Regions from separate parts of the Mus musculus genome. Here all the other regions are linked to region 1. The links are chromatin contacts, called in public promoter capture Hi-C maps. All regions are on one chromosome and are shown on one strand. The core of a region is the stretch at or near the end of the contact, and the rest is flanking DNA. Distances in the headings are between cores, read along the strand shown. Region 1 holds the start of Kctd15 (potassium channel tetramerisation domain containing 15). Region 2 overlaps Garre1 (granule associated Rac and RHOG effector 1). Region 3 has its middle 5.2 kb from the start of Gm35665.

Region 1 (4,550 bases), core at 1,824-4,323:
GCTCCCCTCAGTTGGCTGGGGAGCCTAGGATCTCTCACCACCCAGTGAAGAAGACGCAGTTTGTATAGGACACCTCTTTCCACAGAAGCCAGGGCACAGAGATGCAGGAGCATCACTGGGAAGCCACCAGTCACCTAGAGCTTCCACGGCAGGCAGACAGGACCTGTCTTTGTTTGCCTACTCTGCACCTCCCTGCTTCTCCAATAGACCCCCAGAATGGTGCTGCCTGGGCCTAATGTATTCCAGACCCCCTCAGGATCACAGGCCCTTGAGGCATTGAGAGCTGGCCAGACAGCAATCAGCAAATGGGCTTTCTCCCCTCCTCCCCAGAGCTACTCAGGGACTTTCCTATGTGCCACAGACACCTGAAATAAAATTGTGCCTCAGTCCCCAGAAGCTACCCTGGGGGCTTTTCAGGGGGCCCCTGAAGAAGGGGTGGGGAAGGGCGGGTTTCTAGCTACCCCTTTCACTGGCTCCGGGTTGTCTCCAAGGGCAATAGAGGAACACACACACACACACACACACACACAGACACACACGCACATGCACACACTGACACACAGACACACACACTGACACACACATACACACAGACACACACATACACACAGACATACACACACAGAGAGACATGGAAAGGGGAGGAGGGAAGTCTACAAACATAACCTGGACTTCTCTGACACAGATTTAACCCTTATGTGTCAAAACTACATGCTATCCTGGGTACCCACATGGTGCTTTTTCTGTTAAACTTCTAGATCTCTGTCTTAACATTCAGCATGCAATGATAAAACATGGTCTGAGGTACATAGACTGAACCGATTCAATGGAAGGTAAGTGTCTCCCCTCCTATGATTTGCTTCACCTCTCCGCTGCCCTGGGAAGTTCTCTGACCTGAGACTGTTTGGGGGTGAGGGAGGGTGTTCTATCCTCCTGGAAGAGTTGGGTGGCTGTTCAGTCCCCTGCTTTGGACATCCCAGGTCATTTACCTCAAGGAAGTTTTTGAAAAACCAAAGCGGACCCAAGGGATGGGTTATCCAGTCCTGGGAGGGGGGGTGGGGGTGGGGGAGAGGATGCCATAAAGGAACACCCACTGAAGGTCAACAGAGATAGAATTCCCACCCAAATTCTACCAAAGCACCACATTTTTCCACTACCAGGACCCAACTCAGATGTGACAAGTAGCATCAAGCGCCCATCTACCAAGCTGCCCCAGCCTGCCCTCAGCCTGTTTCTCACAACACAAACCAGAAACTCACCATTGGAAGCCCCAGGCCTTAAGCCTTGACCCGAATCTCCACTGCTCCCTCTGCCAAACGCATCTGTGGTGGACCACGACCCTTCTTCCCAGAACACTGCTGAGATCACAAACATAGACGTGCAATTGATAAGAGACACAAGTTCCCTGCACCAAACACCAGGACCCAGACGCGGCTGAGGCTTGGCCAAGCCGCCTGTTGCAGGGACCTCAGCGGGTTTGCAAACTGGCCCAGCATTGACCCGCTTCTCCAAGCTGTGGTGGGAGACCCCGGTCCCGCGCCCACCCGCAGCCGAGCCCCGCCCGCCCGAGCAGAGGGAAGTGAGCAGAATGCCACGCTCATTTACACACAAAATGATTTTGTGTCCCATTGTGCTCGCAGTTGTTCAGCTCTCTGGGGGTGATTAAACTGGCTGAGCTGCGGCAGCTTGAGACGATTTCACTAAATCGCTTCTTCGTGAAGTCGCTTCTTTTGCTAAGCTGTTATCTTAACCATAAAAGGTAAACAGAAGGCGCCTCTCCAGTTCCCTTCAGCTCTTACGCCCAGGGCGCTTGCCCGAGGCAGCAGTGCCAGGGGCCTGCAGGACTGTCCAGGGGTGGAACGGGAGGGACGCAGCGGGCCACCTGGTGCGCGCCAGCGGGGCCGCAAAGCCAGCCGGCCGGTGTGAACTTCGGGGCTACAGGATCCGCTGGGCCGAACCTCCGGCCCCGCGGGCGGGGTGGCCAAGGTACCCGAAGGGCCCAGCGAAGAAGGGGTGGGAGTGCGGTGGGGGGCGGAGACAAAGTTAAATCAAGAGGCAGACACTTCAAGACCACAGATGGGAAGCTCGCCTAATTAAGGACGTAAAAGCGCTTTTGTTCTCAAAGTTTATTGTTGCCGGGATTTAAAAAAAATTAATTGAAACTAATGCTGTTATTCACTCGCGCAGTTAAATTCCTTCATGCACATTTGAGACACGGAGTGAAAACTTGAAGGTTTATCTTTCTACAGTCGGGGGCTTCTCGAGGGAGGGTAGAGAGGTGCTACTGTGACGCGAGAGTGGGAGAATGAGGGTGTTCGCATCCAGATGAGGGGGTGCGTGTGGGCAGTGGAAATCTAGAGACCGCGGTCCGGTCTTGGGGCGGCGCGTTCCCCGCCCCACATCCTTCCTGAGCTTGGAACCACCACCAGTGCGTCTAGCATGAGACTCGTAGGGTGGGCGTCAGAGAACGCACATCTGTCCCGTTAGAGACTTTTTTCTTTTCTATAAATTGGGCGCCAACCCGGTCCTGTGAGCCCCGAAAGCCCAGCTGCATGGAGCCGGTTTCAGACTCAGGAAAGTCATCAGCTCTGCAGGGCACTCGAGCCCATACTGGAACCAGAGTGCGGAGGACCTGGACGCATATTCCGCACAGCAGGATGATCAGAGCCCGGCCGAGTGGGGAGGGTCCACCCGCGGCTAGGACCAGCCCACGTGGGCACCCCCCCGCCCCGTGCGCGCCAGGCCTTTGTGCTGGGCGCCCCCACGCCGCCAGCCCCTGCGCTCAGCAGAGGGACAAAGCAGCCGCCCCCCCGCCCCCAGCCTAGGTCCCGGCCCGGGGCCGAGTGACTTTCTCGGAATTGCAGCCACTTTGGGAACCAGGGGTGTGCGGCACTGAGCGGTGGCCGCCCGTGCTGGGCTTACCTCGGAGCCGGAGCAGTGGATCGGGCACCGGCGCAGCCCCCGCCCCCCGCAGCCGCCGGTGTCGGGCGCCCGGCGCAGCCCCGTCGCCTAGCGCTCGATGCGCGCGGGTCGCTCCGGTCTCGTCCTGGAGTTACTTTCTCTCTCGCCCCCAACCCTCCCCCCACCCACCCCTCCCGCCCCGGCCCCCGCTCCGCGCGGCCCCTCGCGGCGCGCCGCGCCGGGGCCTCCCCTCCCCGCCCTCCCCTCGCCTCCTCCCTCTTCGCCGCGGCCGCCGCCGCCTCCTTTTCGCGCAGCTCTCCGGCTGCCCTCCCGCCGCTCCCACCTCTTCTCCTCCCTCTCTCTCCAGCGGCCTCCCCCGATGGCTGGAGGGGAGAAAATAGCCCCCCAAAACCAGCCGGTAGCCTGTGCGCCTCGCCGCGGCCCAGCCCGGATTGCAAAGGGCAGCGATCCGGTTCCAAATTACCCCGGCGCGGCGAGCGCGAGCGGGCGCGCGCGGGCGACTCCTGGCTCGGGGCTCGGCTGCGCCTCGGGGCAGAGGATTAGAGTCGCAATTAGCTCCGCGCGCCCGCGCCTGCCGCGCTCCGCGACAAAAAAAAAATGCACCGTTCCCCACCGCCACCACTTCCTTCCCACCTCGCGATCCCCACCCGTGGGTCCCGGAGCCCCGTGCCTGGGTGCCAGGGGGCTGGACCAGTACCCTTCCGGGAGCGCTGCGCCCGAGCCCCGCGCCCTCTGCGCCCCAGCCCCCCGCCGTCCGGCCACGCGGCGCCCGGGCCTCCTCCGGGCTCGAGGAGGGGGCGGGGGAGAGGCTGATTTTAATCATTGTCATTTCATCTGATGTAATATTTCCCCGGGCGCTTTCAGCTGGGCATAAATTTTCGACTCCCAAATAAGTAACACAGGGCACGTTTCTCACATTTCTCGACTCCTCGGTTACAAAGAGGAGAGAAGCAGCCGCCGCCGCGGCGCCCCGGGGCTGAGGGCGGGACTTGGTGTGGGGAGGGGAGAGAAACTGGGCTGCCAGGCGGCTTACCTCCCTCTCTCCCTCCCTCTCTCCCCGGGTCTCGGCCCCGGCTGCCCCTCTCCCGGGGAGCAGCGCCGGCCGTGACGTCTGCGGACACGCGGTGGCCACCGCGGGGGAGGGGAGCGCGGGGCACCCGGCCCGTCGCCTGCGGCCACTCGCGCCATTTCCTGGACGAGCGCGGCGCGATGGAGACGGCGGCGGCCAAAGGTCCCTGCGGCGCGGAGGCCTGCACCCAGAATGCCCCTAGCTGCTCCCCCGCTGCCCCTTCCTCCTCCTCCTCCTTCCCTTGCGCCCCGCCCGTCCCTCCTCCTCGACCATTTCTCGGCTCCTAGGAAACGGATCGCGGCCGGTGCGCTTTGCCCAGACTGCGCCCCCGCCTGGTTCCCGGGACTCCCGGGCCAAAGGCAGGCTTTCGGCTAGGAAGGCGGGTGCGCTTCGGCCGGGAGCAGCGGCGCGGGCCCCCCTTTACAGACTCCGGCCGGGCCTGGGCGCCCTCTACTGGCCAAACTCCTGGGGGTGCTCTCGAGGCCAGACGGGAACACTGGAGAAAGATAATGGGGGTGGGGGCTTGGGGAGAGGACCCAGTCTCCCCTTATTCAGGGGA
Region 2 (4,257 bases), core at 865-3,364, 380 kb before region 1:
CCACCAACTGACCAACTCAAATTAATCACTGTCTGAATTCTGCTTCCCAAAAGGTCATTTTGCTTAGTTCTTTTTTTTTTTTTTAAGATTCATTTATTTATTATATGTAAGTACACTCTAGCTGTCCTCAGACAATCCAGAAGAAGTAATCAGATCTTGTTATGATGGATGGTTGTGAGCCACCATGTGGTTGCTAGGATTTGAACTCTGAACCTTCGGAAGAGCAGTCGGGTACTCTTCCCCACTGAGCCATCTCACCAGCCCCCCATTTTGCTTAGTTCTTATCTCTCTTAATTCTTTTTTAATCTAGAATAGTACCTTTACCTATTTTCATGCAACTGTCTTGAACAAATCAGGTCAACTAACTACCGAATATTCCACCTCCTGTCAGATTAGTTTCTTGTGGTACTGTGTAACTCAGTACATTATACCCCATATTTCTATAGACTCAAAGTTCATTTCAGAAGCTTGATCAAATTATTTCAGGGTTTTTTTTCCTGGTCTTTGTTTTTTGTTTTTCATTTTTTTATCTATTTATTTCATGTATGAGTACCCTTTAGCTGTTTCCAGGCACACCAGAAGAGGACATCAGATCCCATTACAGATGGTTGTGAGCCACCATGTGATTGCTGGGAATTAAACTCAGGACCTCTGGAAGAACAGTCAGCACTCTTAACCACTGAGCCATCTCTCCAGCCCTGTATGTTTTTTTTTTTTTTTAACAAGAGTAAGATACTGTATGTACAAGTACAAGACTGTATGCTGTGGAGATTACAAGTGTAACTCAGCAGTAAAACACACCTGCTCTTGGGTTTCATTCCAACACTGAAAGGAAGGAAAAAAGGATGGAAGGAAGGGAGGGATGGAGGAAGGGAAGAAGGGAGGGAAGGAGGGAAAAAAGGATGGCAGAGAGAGGGGAAGGAAGGAAAAAGAAAGGAAAGGAAATTAAGTGGAGACATAATTTTCATACTGTGTAGCTTTCATAATGGGAGACATCATCTGCCTTGATTCTGGTGACAGTGACCACTGAGACTGATCACTGGGATTTGAGTACAGAAGACCTAATTCCTCCTTTATGTAATTCCTCAGCGACCTTTCACTAAATGGCTTCATTCTTTATTACCACCACTGTTTGAGTAACTGAATTCCTCATGGTCAACAAAATGTCTTTTCTAACCTGTATTGTCATTTCCAGACTAAAGAGTGCTAAGATGCTTTTTAAAGAAGTTTCATTACCCAACCAGGCTATAGAACATACCAGAAAAGCAAAAATCTGCTTAATTCCTTACTTTTCTCTTTTTATTTATTATCGTTACTGGTGTTTTGTTGGTTTTTGAAGATTTATTTTTATGTGCATTAGTGTTCTGCCTGCTGTCTGTGTGAGGGTGCTGACTGTATAGAACTACAGTTACCAACAGTTGTGAGATGCCATCTGGGTGCTGGGAATTGAACCTTGGTCCTCTAGAAGAGCAGCCAGTACTCTTAATTGATGAGCCATCTCTCCAGCCCCTGTTTTGTTTTGAGACAGGCCTTGGTTTGGGCTGGGACTTGCTATGCAGGTCAGGCTGAACTAGAACTGACTGAGATCCTCCTGCCTCTGCTTCCTTAGTGTTGAAATTAAGGGTGTGAGCCACCAGGACTGGCCACTTTTCAACTTTTTAATTAGTTATCTCCAGAGTTGATTTGGATTAACTGCAGAAACTAGGAAAATAAAAAGGGCCCATTGTGGAAGTGGGAAATGGAGCAATAGAGAGACAACAGCAGGGTACAAGGGATCTGAAGGGAGAAAGGGGGAGGGGCTTTAGTTAGGGATGGAAGAGGGAGAAGATAAATACAGAAAAGGAGCAGCATAATAGAACACCTGAAAAAGTCCTAAGGAATCATACTATTAACTATCTAAACGTATCTATAATATATGTAAGTGGTGTATATAAAATACACACACACAGAATTTAAATTAAATGTTCCAATTTTCCTAAGCTTTCAACGGCAAGAAATTAAACCAATGTCCTACCTAGCTATGACGCCTATGAACTGAAATGACCAGAATGGCACAGTAACCCTAATGGTGCCACAGTGGCAAGCACACCTTGACAGTAACCAATAGTTCTCTAATTAAACTTAAGGCCCAGTCAACAAAAGGGAATCATGCCCGGTACTGGAAACTTAGCCAACTACCTGGGGATAAAGAAGTCATGTATCTTGGAGGAGAACTTTCAACTACCATTTAACTAACCCAGCATAACCTCTAACTATGTTCTAAATATTGGTCCTTATTCCCACAGGTTAAGTGTAGTTCTCATTCCGCATCAACAAACCTTTTCTTTGTCACAGAAGGAGACCATTACAGAGAAACACAGTCAATTGAAATGCAGCTGTGGAGCCGGTCCAAACTGATAACACAGCTCCTGCACCTGAAGCTCAGGGATCATTGCAGACAGTGAGGCAGAGAGCCAAAGGACAGGAATATTGCTAAAGCTGTGTCACAGCAAATGTCACAAGTTACACCACAAAGTCTTACCAACATGGCTACCTAAACAAGACATGAACAAGGACACCACCAACAGATATGCTAATATGATGGCGGCTGAGGGCACCCAAGGCCTCAACAGCAGACAAGTATGTTATCCAATACCAAATGATCACATGATCAGCCCTAAAAACATACATACAAGTAACATCATACAAACTGAACAAGTTGTATGTATATTTAGGGGGAAAATATATGCATGTATACACGTAACAACTTAAGAAAAACAGGCCACAAATTTTAAAGAGAACCAAGAGGATGTGTGTACAGTGTACACGAGAGGGTTTAGGAGAAAAGAGGAATGTAAGATGATTAAAAATCTCAAAAACAAGCTACACTTATTTATTTATTTTTTTTTAAGATTTATTTTATTTATGAGTACACTGTGTGCCATCACATCCCACCCCATATAAGTCATATAAGAATGTTTTGTTTTGCCGGGCGTGGTGGCACAGGCCTTTAATAACAGCACTCGGGAGGCAGAGGCAGGCGGATTTCTGAGTTCGAGGCCAGCCTGGTCTACAAAGTGAGTTCCAGGACAGCCAGGGCTACACAGAGAAACCCTGTCTCAAAAAACAAAAAAAAAGGTTTTTGTTTTGTTTTGTTTTGTTTGAGACAGGGTTTCTCTGTATAGCCTTGCTGTTCTGGGACTTGCTTTATAGACCAGGCTGGCCTCAAATTCAGAAATACTTGCTTCTGTCTCTCAAGTGCTGGGATTAAAGGTATGTACCGTCACTGCCAGAACTTCCTTTTCTCATTAACAGTAACCATCTGGATTTTCATATGGCATATATAGTTAGGAAATAGTTCAGTATAATTTGCTACAAAAGATCTACTAGTTAATACTAGGCATGGTGGCACACACTTTTAATCTCAGCACTCAGCGGGCAGAGGCAAGCAGACCTGTGAATTTGAGGCCAGTCTTGTCTACCTAGTTCTACATCAACCAAGGTTGCTTAGAGAAACCTTACCTCCAAAAATTAAAAAATAAAAGACCTCCTAGACAAAACAAAGACATACAATGGAGTTTTACCTTTAGAGGGGTAAAAGTCTCAATCCCATAAGGTTAATGAAAATCACATTTTAAAATAATTTCTAATATTTTCCACTACTACTGCTGTACAGTATTTTTGGCACATATCTGATAAATGGTTACATACCTAAACTAAGGCCCTGAAGAGTAAGTCAGTACAGAAGTTTCTTCAGATACACTCATGGGCAATTGTAGGAGTCCAAGGACCCTGTCAGTGTGTAAAACTACAAGGCAAGCTTCAGGCAGGTAAAAATTTGATTCCATGTCTGCTTGTGGGACTTGAGAATCCAGTAAAAAAAAATGCACAGCCCCCTCAAAGCCTATGAATTCTGAGAGCCCGCAGCTATGCTGGGTTTCTGGACTGTCTTCATACATGGCACCTGCCCAGGGACCTGGCGCTCAAGACATTGAGGACCCAAAGTGAAACCAGAACCCTGCAGCTGTCAGCTGGGTGATGAGGGTAAGCAACATCCATTCACTACATGAGGGTGGTGAGCCCATCCTGCTACCCTCTCTCACAATCCCTTTAGACACTCTCCTCACCCTGCCCCCTCTCTGGCCTCTCTAAACTAAAGCAGCATTTTCTATCTAACTCTCCTTAGGGCTGTGGGTTGGCTGAGAAAGTAAAGGTGATTGCTGCCAAGCCTGACAATAAGGGTTGAGTTTCTAGGATTCGTACAGAAGAAGAAAAACA
Region 3 (4,596 bases), core at 915-3,414, 490 kb after region 1:
CAGAGCCTATCAGGGAGAAGGACCTGCTCTCTCCAGGGAGCAGGGGCTGGCAGAGGAGCAACAGGCATCAGCAGCTGGGTCAGGACAAAACCTTGCTCTTGTGCCTGGCCCGGAAAGAAACAGCCAAGAGGAAGTGACAAAGAGTTGGATTCTGTCCCTGTCCCAGGCTCCCAGCTCGAGTGAACATAGCCTCCTTCTAATCTGACCTGGGGCCACACCAGAAGGAGCAGGATGGTACAGGGATGCTCAGCCTTAGCACAGTGGGTGGTTGCTTTCTGGGAGCCCATGTCCACCCAGCATCCCTCACTGGACAGCAGTGGTACCTGGAGGGAGTCTGGTTATGACTCTAATGCTGACTAAGCAGGTGGGCCACAACCTGGAACTCTGCATTTCCCATAAATTCCCTCATGGGGTGAGGCAGAACTTCCAAATGATCCACACTCCCCAGTATGGTAGAGTTCTTTGAGAACCTTTAATTCCCCTCTGGATGCATGTAAGATCACCCTCCTCAGAGTTTTGTGTTTGTTAACTAAAGCTTCCGGGAATGGGACCAGTGACGGGTATAGCTGCCTAGTGGGTAAGGGGTCTGGGGGTGTGCATAACTCCTCTTTGCTTCTATGAAGCTACCCCTGCCTTCACGGTATTAAGGGCAGGTACTATGTTTGCAACCCTGTGCAGCCAGAGAACCGTAAGAAAAGGACGTGTCCCGTGGTCCTTGTTTGGGGACAAGGGCCTCTTCTGGCTGCCTGTGATGACCCAGTCCAGGTTCAGAATGTGTACAAGGCTTGTTGGCTTGGGCCCCAAAGAGCACTGCCCAGTCCAGACCCTCAGGGTCCACTTAGGACATAATTGTTCCGTTTTCATGCACCACTTCTGCCTGACCAGGAAATCCTGAAGCGAGGCTGCCCAGCCCTGAGTCAACACTTGTCAGGAAGAAGGAGGGGGACAGACACGCAGCCTATAGGACGGACCCAGTCCAGCCACACCAGACCCAAAGGTGCTGCGAGGCCAGTAAGACCTCCTTACATCCAGACATCCATATGCGTGTGCACAGACCCTTGCCGGACATGCTGGGTACATGCAGAGTCCCTTATACACACGCACACAAGCACACTGGTGTGTGAGCATGTCTGTATGCTTGTGTAGCAACACCCAGGGACTCATACTGCACAGGCACATGCATACAACATAAAGAGGCACATGCATACAGAAACAGGCACAAGCATACAGAAAAGCATTCATGCATACATGATGGCTTCTTCCAGCAGCCATCATAAAACCCCGCCTGGCACGGGCCATGCTCACCCGCACAGAAGCTCTCACACAGCTCAGCTTGCTCGCCCCAGGGACCGTCACAACATTCACTGGCCTTCTATGCAGATACCAACCACCCGGTACTCAAGAACCTAGTTCTCTGCCCACTAAGGGAGTCTGTCTCTTAAAGCTCGTCATCTTGCTCTCTGCCTTTGTGGTCAAGAGCTATCTGGAATGCCCAGGTGCCACGAAAAAAGTGGGGCCCACAGAGAGAGGTGCAGCATCTGACATGCCTCGGAGAGGGGGCTGCAGGGGATGCTGGCTTTGCTGTGGGAGGGGCCCTTATTTCAAGGTTTGTTCTAGGACCAGACACAGTTGCTTGTACCCTGTTAGTCTTCTGGCCAGTGTGATGGTGTATGGGAATTTTGCTTGGCACACAGTAGGCCTCTGATTACAGAGTGGTATGATAAACGAGCAAAGTCCTAGCAGAAGCGGGCTCTGTCCCTTGGGCTAGCTTCAGGGCCCCAGGAGGTCTGTTCTCCCCTGCTGCCTTCCTTGTCTTCTGGCATATGTCCACCCTGTGAGAGCAGGACCCAGGTGAGCCAGTCTGCCCGGAGCTCCTGTGTCTGGGGGTGGCAGGCAGGCAGCCCCAGGACGTGCCCACACACAGCTCCCCCGCGGCCTCACGCCAAGCCCACGCCAGAAGCAGGCCAAGAGTCGCAGTCTCAGGGCCTGCCCACCACCCACGTCCTGCCCAACCTAACACGCCTGCTCCTCTGTCTGAGGGGAAAACCTGGCAGGATCCAGACTCTTGGCCACATACCAGCCACTGGGAAGGACAGGCCTCTCACCCTGCCAGTCCTCCGGAGGCTGCCACTCACAGGTAGTCTTGGGACCTTTGCAAAGGTCAATCAGATCACATTCCAGGCCCAGCCCACAGAGGCTCTCCAGAGCCTTAGCTGGGTGCTAAGCTCTTCACATCCTGTAGGCCTGGCTACCCAGGCCCTTGCTGAAGGATTCTGGGCAAGAATTCTGCCACTGGTATCTCCAGACTTCTTCCAGCTTGCTAAGTTGTCCAGGCTAATAGGACTTAAAATTTGTCTCAGGCCTCAGGTGGCTGGAAATAACAGACTTTCAACAGCAGGCTCAGCTTGTCTTCAGGCTTTGGTTTATATGTCACCACATGGAAAAAGCCCTCCCCAAATGTCTCATGGGCACCACCAGGTCACATTGAGTTACCCATCCCTCTTGATTTCTGAAATGGCTGGGTTGTCAGCCTCATGCACATGGCTGGCTGTTCACCTCTCTTCCACACAGGGTTGTCAGTCCCATGAGGTCAAGGGTCACGTCTGTCCCAAGGCTTGATCTGAAAAGGGAATCTCTGACAGAGTGTTGACATCCTGTCAAGGCTTTTGTTTTTACTTTTCTGTTGTCTTGTATTTCAGTGCTGGAGACCTCACTCAAACCCAGGGCCTTGACCATGAGAGGTTAGCACCGTATGTAGCACATAGCCATATCCTCAGCTCTCTATGACATTTGTTGAATAAATGAATGAATGAATAAATGAATGTGTGAAAGACCGGTTGACCAAGAGGGGACAAAGCTTAGCCTAAGTATAAAATAGAAGAGGCGGCCATGCCAGGGTGTGCAGACCTCCATGGAGGTTGATGGAGACCCAACTCTTGACATCCGGGCAGGCTCTGATGAGTGGGTCCTGGCTAAAATGAGGATAGGACCCCTATCCTTCTCTCCTACCAGGGTTATGTGTCTCTCTGGCTGCTCCTTGTCCTACCTAGTGAAAACTTTCTTGTAGTCGCTCTCCTGAACTCATAGAGACCTTGCCTTCTGCCAGCTCCTGCCTCCACACCTATGTCTTGGATATAAGTTTCCCCATCTAAAATGTCTCCTCTGTTTACCTGGCCAGTCCTTCCCTACCAGGGTGCATAGTCAGAGCCCTCCTTCTCTTTGCTCCAAAGCCCCTCCCTACCATACCCAGCCGGAAGCTGCATCTACCTCCTGTCAGCTTGCCCAGGCTGAAGGCAGGGCTGTACTGAGGAGCCCATCGGGAACTGGGGTGGGGGAGGTTAAGGAGGTGGGGTACAGCTTCCATTTACTTCCTGGGCTTCTCTCATGGTCCCTACAGCCTTAGGCAGGTGTCAGAAGGAGGTGGGGAGGCCCCTGCCTACAGATCTGTGAAGTAGATAGGAAGAAAAGAGATCAGTCAGGCCTAAGGAAGCTCAAAGATGCAGACTGTTAACTTCAAACCCAGGAGCTAAGGGCCTCATCGCTGGTTGGTCATTCAATAGTGAGTTGGCTGGTTCATTAGCATGTCAATGTCTTTCACTTGTGGCATGTGTGCTGTGTCTGGGTCCCTCTCTGTGCAGCATCCTCTGGGTCCTTACAGGATAATGGGCAAGCCTGGTCTCCAACAAAGCTGGGGGAAATTTTACTTGGTTCTCATCCTGGACCAGGGATCATCTAGTCAAAGCTTCAGTCAAACTCTGCCACTTTACTTGGAAAACAATAATCAAGGGGCTGACTAGATGGCTTAGTGGTTAAGATCCCTGGTTAGGATGATCCAGGTTTGCTCTCCAGCGTCCACATGGCAGCTCACAAGCATCAGTAAGTCCAGGTCCAGGGCATCTGGTGCCCTCCTCATGCTTCTGGCCGTGCCATACATGCATGCGATGCAGACACGCATGGAGTAGAACAATCACACGCACGAAATAAAATAGAATCGTTTTTAAAGAAAAAAAATCAGAAGGATATTTTTACCGATACATGAAAACGGTAGAAGCTCACACCTCACTGTCTACATTGCACGATACTGCTGGTTGATGGGTGCCAGGGAGCCTGGCATTTCTTAACGACATCCCCAGTCCTCTTTGTATTTCTTATTTTGAGACAGGCACTCCCTAAGTTGCCCAGGCTCTGTAGTCCAGCCAGGGGTTGGACTAGTTGTTGGTGATCTTTGGCCTGATCCTGAGCAGCCAGGCCCAGCTTAGTGTCCTTGGTGGAGACAAACAGCATGTCCTTTGAGAGTATGACAAGGAGTGTATAGGTGGGGTGTTGCTGAGTGGCAGGCAGTGTTCTACCCTTCCTTCACACCAGTACATAAGAAGCACTTAGTCCATGCCAGGCAGAAGTTGGCCTCATACCCAAGGCTTGATTTTAAGAGTTACACATCCAAGGACATGGGGAACATTTAATTAGAAGGACACTGACTAGGGTCAGGGAACCTGACCTGGGACTTTCACTAGTTCCCCCAAAGTAATGATACACAAGCTTAGTTTTGAAATAGGCATAGTGGGGCTAGAGAGATGTCTCCGGAGTGAAGGGCAG

Evidence for each region. Promoter capture Hi-C pulls out the DNA fragments that hold promoters and counts their contacts.
Region 2: a promoter capture Hi-C map of liver shows a contact between it and region 1, with 1.6 times the contacts expected there. The contact joins the enhancer-like site here to the promoter of Kctd15 in region 1. A contact is called at or near these places in 11 of 39 promoter capture datasets (the 3T3-L1 cell line, 3T3-L1-derived adipocytes, HPC-7-derived erythroid cells and 6 more), 1 of 15 datasets of contacts at CTCF or cohesin (the NIH/3T3 cell line), 4 of 484 Hi-C or Micro-C datasets (Th1 cells, cardiomyocytes, cortical neurons and 1 more) and 2 of 115 datasets of contacts at active chromatin or transcription factors (the 230-238 cell line and stem cell-derived neural progenitor cells).
Region 3: a contact with region 1 is called in a promoter capture Hi-C map of liver, with 2.0 times the contacts expected there. The contact joins the enhancer-like site here to the promoter of Kctd15 in region 1. A contact is called at or near these places in 2 of 39 promoter capture datasets (liver and pre-B cells), 6 of 115 datasets of contacts at active chromatin or transcription factors (craniofacial prominence, embryonic forebrain, embryonic hindbrain and 3 more) and 1 of 9 other capture datasets (adipose tissue).

Annotation. Positions count from the first base shown.
Region 1 is chr7:34,651,325-34,655,874 of GRCm38.p6, forward strand. It overlaps Kctd15 (potassium channel tetramerisation domain containing 15), which reads right to left and starts at 3,074. Exons shown (of 7, transcript NM_001360820.1): 1 at 2,923-3,074; 2 at 1,260-1,358.
Region 2 is chr7:34,273,852-34,278,108 of GRCm38.p6, forward strand. All of the region lies in intron 2 of Garre1 (granule associated Rac and RHOG effector 1), which reads right to left. Among named protein-coding and RNA genes, the nearest start is that of Garre1, 38 kb to the right of the region's middle. Within about 2 kb of position 2,115, at least 2 of the 459 cell types and tissues checked have an H3K27ac peak or open chromatin away from gene starts, as enhancers often do. A contact at or near this core is called in liver, where this site is marked.
Region 3 is chr7:35,144,422-35,149,017 of GRCm38.p6, forward strand. No RefSeq gene overlaps it. Among named protein-coding and RNA genes, the nearest start is that of Gm35665, 5.2 kb to the left of the region's middle. Within about 2 kb of position 2,165, at least 31 of the 459 cell types and tissues checked have an H3K27ac peak or open chromatin away from gene starts, as enhancers often do. A contact at or near this core is called in liver, where this site is marked.